Regions from separate parts of the Rattus norvegicus genome. Here region 1 is linked to region 2. Evidence: chromatin contacts called from public Hi-C data. All regions are on one chromosome and are shown on one strand. The core of a region is the stretch at or near the end of the contact, and the rest is flanking DNA. Distances in the headings are between cores, read along the strand shown. Region 1 has its middle 350 kb from the start of Prkd1. Region 2 has its middle 42 kb from the start of Prkd1.

Region 1 (3,466 bases), core at 709-3,208, 310 kb before region 2:
CTGCCACTTTGCTATAGAGCCTGGCTTTTTATGTGGATGCAGGAACCTGAACTCAGGCCCTCGTGCTCTCATTGAAAGCAATTTATCAGCTGAGTCTTATCTGCACTCTCTGTATGTGCATTTTGAGAGATTAGTAAGGTTTAGTTTTTAGAAAGTATGAATGAGAATTCAGAGGGCAAGAAATGCTGTGTGCAAAAATATCCCTTTATAAGAAATGCCAGAAAGACAAAGCTGACTGAAACATGGGACATATTCAGAGAACAAGTAGAAGAGATCAGATGGAGTTAGAGTAGGGTCTATCATAGAAGCTATATGCACACCCACGTAGAAATGATATAAACAAGATAGGGAGAACCAATAGATGTGCTTGTGGGTTTGTACAGGTGAGTTGCATGAGAGCATAATGGCTGAAAGACTAACCACGATTCCTTTTTGATATGACTGGGCATAAGAGTTGAGTTAGAAGCCAAAGGAAGTTTGCAATCCTGGGGTAAAGCAATAAGGCCTTAAACATATTTTTCACTGGCAGAATATATAGATAAAGATGGGGGTCATATAAGTATAAACCCAATGTGTCCAAGTGGCTCAGCATCACTGAAATTTCAGGCTCCTGGTGCTTCAGACACGTTTGGCAAGGGTGAGAACCATGAATACGGGGATTACTAACTCAATGTAGATGGTTACAATCAACAGCCATTTTGCTGATAAAATGAGTGTAGTACGGACCTGGAAAGTGGTTAGAAAAACACAGTAGAAATGGATGATTTGGCTTCGTTTTTGAAGAAGGGGTATCAAGTGAACCACTCACGCCATTGTTGTCAAAATCATCACCATCACGAAGCCTGGACAGTTCCAAGGAGGGGTGGGTGAAAGTATTTATAAAGGTAAGCATATAAAATTCAAATTCAGATGAAGTTCATATTAAAAAAATAAAACATGAAGGGTGGAAGACAATGGGGGCATTTGACAAATACAAATAAACAAGTAGAAAGAAATTCAGTCGGGAGCTATGGCAAAGCAATGGATTCCAGAAGGGTAAAGGGAATTCACCAGAGTGAAGTTCCTTACAGGCTAAGTGGTGACTGACTGGAGACATGGATTGCCAAAACGCTGTTTAGAGAAAGACACAGCCAGTGTCAGAGTCTTCAGAAGTCAGGCTCAGAAGCATGACCCAGCCCTGGCACCCAGTTCCTGGGCTCTACAAAAAGGGCTGGCTCTAATTTGCACATTTAGACAATAACGCAAGGGCTTGGTGAATTCATTGCACTGGGGTAAAACATGGATAAAGAAATTTAGTGGTAGGAGGAATGTTGAAAGGATTGTGCAAAGTACTAATATTCTTACAGGAGGAGACAGGCATAGGTAGAGAAAGAGAAGCAATACAAGGAAAGGGTTAGTGGGTCCAAGGTTCTAGAAGGTCTGAAAAGAAAAGAGACTGTGTGGGCTAAGAGGCAGGAGGTGGTATCCACAGACACACTGAAAGGCTATTTTCTTTTTCTTTATCCACCCACTAACCAGTGCCTAATATAGTACTTTTAAGAATACTGTTTGTGTAACTGCAACATGCTAATTTATTAATTGAGGAGAAGAATGGTGTTTTGGAGACTCGGGCAGCGAAAAGGGGAGGAACTCAGAGGCAGACCTAAGGTCTAACTCGTGATACAAACCCTGTGTGCTGAGGAGGAAGAAAATTCAGAAGCTTCACTTTTGGATGCTGCAAAGAAAATGGCTGCTGCTTTAGTCAATTTTAAAGATAATGATTTTTTTAAAGCTGTCTGACTCATTTATACCTTCTACCCAAATTGAAGTAATAGGCCAGACATTCAGATTAAACTGTCCCTCCAGGAGGAAGAGACTTGCCAAGGAAACCTTGGCCAGATGGGAGCTGTAGAAAGAGGCTCAGAACTGAGAGCATTTTGCTTGCCCAGTCAGTTTGGATTTAAACCAGATGCCCCTAGGCTAGGAGGCCAGAGTTTTGTCAGTGAAGAGCAGGGATGTAAGCTGCTATTGTGTGAAAACAAGCTAGGTTGTGAGGTTGCGGGGAATATGGTCCAAGTATCATAAATGCATCTGTTTGATAATGCTCTAGAGAAGCTATTCCATAATACGTGCGCCTCGAGTTGCCTTTGTTTCCTGGTGAAGACACGGCCATGTCTTCACAAAAGCACTAGGTGGCAGCACAGGACATCTATTCAACTGTCTCTCACCGCAGGCTGCTGGAATTTTGACAGATACAAAACGGTACCTGTGGTTTTGTGTATAAAACTGGTATAACTGTTTGTACATTTAAAAACTGTAACAATAAATTAAACATAAGGGAAAGGGTTTGCTAATAAATACAGTGTTAGACTGCGTTTTTGTATACCAGGTGACGAGCTTGGGCATTCAAACCTGATTTGCGTAGGGGATGGGCAGGATGGGAAACTGGTTGAAGGATCTGCAAAATGTACATGCTGGGTGGTTGCAGCTCCCTTCAGGATTGTTGTTGGTCTGTCCATATGTCTGTATGCATTACACAGAGGTGAAAACTTAGGGAAGTGAGGGGTATGGTATGTCTGAACGTCTGGATGCAGTGATTCTAGGAAGAACGCATTCTGTGACGCCCAGCTCGTTTTGCAGAAGGTGAAAGTGTGAGCACATAACGTTTGTTTTACTTAAAGAGACACACATCTTACTCTTCACATTCTCACCTACTATTTAGAATATTTACAAAGTGGGCTCCTTAAACTCATGTACATCCTAGTCTATAGGGCTGGGCTCATTGTATGCCACCATATTTGTTTGTAGACTGGCACTACATTTTCTTGATCAAAACAAGTTGCTACCTGAGACACCAAGCCTGACCCAGCAAGGGCAGGCCATTTGACATGCTACCAAGACAGACACCCCAAACGTTTCAAAAATCCATGAATGGTTGAACCTACTTACCCTCGGAAACTCTTCTTCATGATCCCTAACTGAGCAATTCAAAGTCAAAGTTCTATTTTAATAGTAATGGCCAAAGCAAAATCTTCTTATTCATTTTCCTACTCAATAAATGTCTGTCTTTTCTTATTTGGCAGTCACATAATACTGAAAAATGAAAAAAGATAAAAATCGGAAACAAAATGAGTACTCAAATACCACATAACATCTCCTCTACTACAAAGACAATAATGACAGTCCAAGCTGTCAGTCTGGTATTAAACAGTCCACAGACACTTTCACTATTTAGTTCTCATGATAAGCCTATGTTCTGGATCGTTTTCTATAGGCTGAAGTTGACAAATAATTAGTAATGTGCTTATGGTTATTATCAGCATCCAAATGAGGTATGAACTAGCCATTGACTGGATGTTTTAAACTCTTTCCATGTTGTGCAACTATAAATTATTGAACAAGGGGGATGATGCTGGGTGTAATTGTGCTTGCTGTCAAGCCTGGTGACAGGAGTTCAATCCCTGGGACTCATGTGGTCAAAGACCTA
Region 2 (3,813 bases), core at 613-3,112:
ATAAACCAAATGAAATCAACATAATAACACAAAACCAAAAAAAAAAAACCTCAAAATGAACAAAAGACCAATAAACAAATAAAATCCAAAGGTTCACAGAAATATCACTGGGTTTGTGTTGTGTTGGACAACTACTCCTGAGCCCTGCCCTGGAGCTTAGATGAAGTAACCCGTGATCATTCATTAGAGAAAAATCAATCTTCGCTTTATGCCAGTGGGTATCGTTGCAGAACACTCTGGTTTAGGGTGTAGAACCCTGAACCTGTCTCATGCCACAGTCTCTGTGAGTTTGCAGGTGCACCAGTCTTGTTGTGTGTGGAAGACACTGTTTCCCTGGAGTCATCCTACCCTCTGTGTCTTACACTTCCCTACTTCCCTTTCCAGGAAGCTTCCTGACCTTGAGGGGCGGGATTAATGTAGACATCCTGTGTAGGGTCGAGTGCTCCTACATCTGTCACTCTCTTCACATTGTCTACTTGTGGGTCTCTGTATTAATTTCTATCTACTCCAAGAGGAAGCCTCTCAGATGTTGGCTGAGTGAGGTCCTGAGCTAAGCGTATGGCAGTATGTCATTAGGAGTCCTTTCATGACTAGCAAACTGATTTTTCTGAGCATTGAGTTACTCTTCAATCATGCCCAATACATTCCAGTGACCTTTTAATAAGTTACTATACATTGTCCCCTGAAATTTTCCTGTTTCAGGTTTTTCCTAGCAATCATCTTTAATTATGCTCAATAACAATTATAGAAAACAAAGCAGCTAGACGGAGTCTAATATAAAGAAAATAAACATCCTTTATACAAACATACAAGTAGCTTTTTAATGTTTTAAACACCGATGAAATTATAGACTGTATGATACATTAATTAACTAATTAAGTAATTAATTATTATGTGCATTGGTGTTTTACCTGGATTTTTGCCTGTGGAGGGTGTCAAATCACTTGGAGCTGTATTACAGACAGTTGTGAGCTGCCATGTGGGTGCTGGAAATTGAACCCAATTCCTCTGGAAGATCAGCCAGTACCCTCAACTACTGGAGCATCTCTCCAGCCCTAATACATTTTATTTTAAAGATTTACTGTTATTTTTATTTATTCTATGAGGGTCTGTATATGTGTTTGCCATGTATGTGTGTGTGTGAGTGTGTGCACACACATACTCACACACACACACACACACACACAGAGAGAGAGAGAGAGAGAGAGAGAGAGAGAGAGAGAGAGAGACTCTTATGTACTTTGGGTAATATTGAATTACTTTCTTAGACTTTAGATTCCTTCCTCTTTTAATTAAATTAATTGTATGCATGCTTCAATTTATCATCAGAAGTTCCTGTGGTCTAATTCTGATCTTTGTTCCTTCAGTGGATAATCTTTAGTGGAATAATTTTTCCTGTCCAGATCCCAGATCCAGTCAATAATGTTCTACCCACTGTCTTTGCAACTAGATAGGTAGTCCCCTCTCTGCACATTTCCTAAACCAACAATGTTATTTCCCTTAGCCCAGTTTTGTAGCATTGTGTGTGAAGTGAAAGTTTGACGATCTTACTCTCCAACGCAAGCGGCTCCCAAGCCTTCACTTAATTTCCAGAACTGACTAACGCCTCCCCACCCCTCATCTCCTGACTAGCTGTCAGGGTGCAGCCCTGGTTTCCTAATCCACTCTCTTTTCTGATTCCTTCTAGCTCCTTCGGACTGGATGTATTTCTTTCTGAGTCTGGCTATGCATTTTAAACACTGCTTCCTGCACTCCTCCCCGCCCCCAGTGGCGGAAGGATTTTCTGTGTCTTGGTCTGTCTGTCTGCTCAACATAAAAGTCCTACTGTTTCATCACTTAGCACTGGAGCCCTCTGTGCGACTTGTCCTCCTAACTGTCCCACTATCCCTGCAGATAACAGCTGCCACTGTGTTCTCCCTCCTGTGCTCCAGTATGCTAATTTAAGACTGAAACTTGTGTGGAAAGTGATCTCCTTGTTTGAATTTCCAAGTTTAAGTGGATACTCCTAGTGCCCAATGTCAAGGACACTTCTAGCACATAGTTTTATACCCTCCCCCTTTTTGTCTTTGTTCACATGACAGTGGCTCAAGGACATTCCTGGTTCAATTTCAAATCCAATGTTTATTTTAGAATTTCATTAGAGGTAATGTGAGGTCATGGAAGTAGTCCCAACTGGTGCGAAGCACGCTGAACTGAACATTGCACACTACAAATGGGACCTTAGTGCAGCCATTCACCCTAGCACTGATGCTGCCATCCGGTATGAAACTTTCAAGCTGAGCGTGTCATGTGGAAAGCCGTAACTCATCTCAACTCATTTGATGTTTTCATCTAGCTACCAGAAGCATGGAAGCATTGAACTCTGTCTTTAAATCTTTAAAACACTAACAGCCATTCATAAAAACAGAATTAAATGGCTGTTTGTCTTTTTGAATCTCAGGAAAAAGGAGTCCTTACATAAATTATATTAAAAAACTGTTTAGGCAAAAAAAATGGACTGATGAGATTGCAATACAAGTCCATGAATTGTCCTTGTAGGTGTGCAGGTTGCAGAAAGTAGCTATTTGACCCAGAGCATAGTGGGAGGAATTAAATATAGTTCCCAAAGCTTGTAATTAAAGAAGTAACCATGGTGTCTGATTGTTTGCTGTTCTTTGTCACTTCAGTACAGTCTCCAAATCTTGTCTCCTCTCATTTTAGCACCTGGCCTTTGTCAAACAGTCCAATGAAGCCCAGAAATGCTCAACAAAATTAACTTTAAAAAAAAGAAAGAAAGAAAGAAAATCCCGGCTGCCCCTTGAGCCAAGACATAACTGCAAGAGTTGTGATACATGCCAGCCGCCCGTACACACACACACACACACACACACACACACACACACACACACACACAGCCCCAAGCCAGAGCTCTCCTCCCAGTGAGAATCTAGGGAAGGACATGAGTTGTTCTCCCCCCCCACCCCCCCACCCCACCCCGGCCTTGTAGAAACTTTAACATTTCAAAGGTGAGTCACTCTTTCCTTTTTCCTTTTCAGATTTAACTAGGTCCATTTTGTGCCCAGGATTAATGAGGTCATTTTTTTTTTTAATTTTCTTTAATAGCACTAAACGACCTCAAAGCCTCTGATACAATTTCCTCAAATAGCACCAGCAGTATTTTCTAGCCTCTCTCCAGAGGAGTGGAGTTGTTCCTAGGGAAATGTACCTCCCACAGACTTCCAGTAGATGGCAGGTACAGTACTTCCAACCCCTCACGACGTGGAAAAAACATCCAACAGCTCAGCACATAAAAATAGACTGTTCCTGTGTTTTAATCTCAAGTGCAATGGAAAGGAGGGGGAAACTCGTGTTTATGGATCTAGGTTCATATTATCATATAAGTATCTGCTTATTTTTGTCTTCTACTAAAAATACAAATGCAACAAATGAAAATATATCTTTATCGGGGAATGCCTGTAATTCCAGATTGCAAATTAAGCACTTAAATGTTGAATGATATAATCACCACGTAATAGGTGTTAATTAAAGTGCTTGGTGAACAAAGATACATTGAACAATTTTTAAATATAAATTTTGGAGGATGAGAAACTATTGTTTTATGACAATTAGACAGTTCTAATCTGCCTCCATTTACATTTTATTTATTCTCTTTTTAAGCCAGACTCATGGATGGCAAGAGTACAAATGTAGATACATACATGTAGAGATAGACATCCCAACTATTCCTGTGTTTTCCACGAATAATTAATCCCATGATGATTTCTCCCACTTACTATAGATATGAATTTTTTCAGTATATTCGGAAGGAAGTTT

What was found. A called contact is a pair of places that touch in the nucleus more often than the background predicts.
Region 1: a contact with region 2 is called in a Hi-C map of the A7r5 cell line, with 5 times the contacts expected there. The contact joins two enhancer-like sites. A contact is called at or near these places in 2 of 12 Hi-C or Micro-C datasets (the A7r5 cell line and frontal cortex) and 1 of 1 datasets of contacts at active chromatin or transcription factors (oligodendrocytes).

What each region holds. Positions count from the first base shown.
Region 1 is chr6:74,120,388-74,123,853 of GRCr8, reverse strand. No RefSeq gene overlaps it. Among named protein-coding and RNA genes, the nearest start is that of Prkd1, 350 kb to the right of the region's middle. Within about 2 kb of position 1,958, at least 12 of the 93 cell types and tissues checked have an H3K27ac peak or open chromatin away from gene starts, as enhancers often do.
Region 2 is chr6:73,814,085-73,817,897 of GRCr8, reverse strand. No RefSeq gene overlaps it. Among named protein-coding and RNA genes, the nearest start is that of Prkd1, 42 kb to the right of the region's middle. Within about 2 kb of position 1,862, at least 13 of the 93 cell types and tissues checked have an H3K27ac peak or open chromatin away from gene starts, as enhancers often do.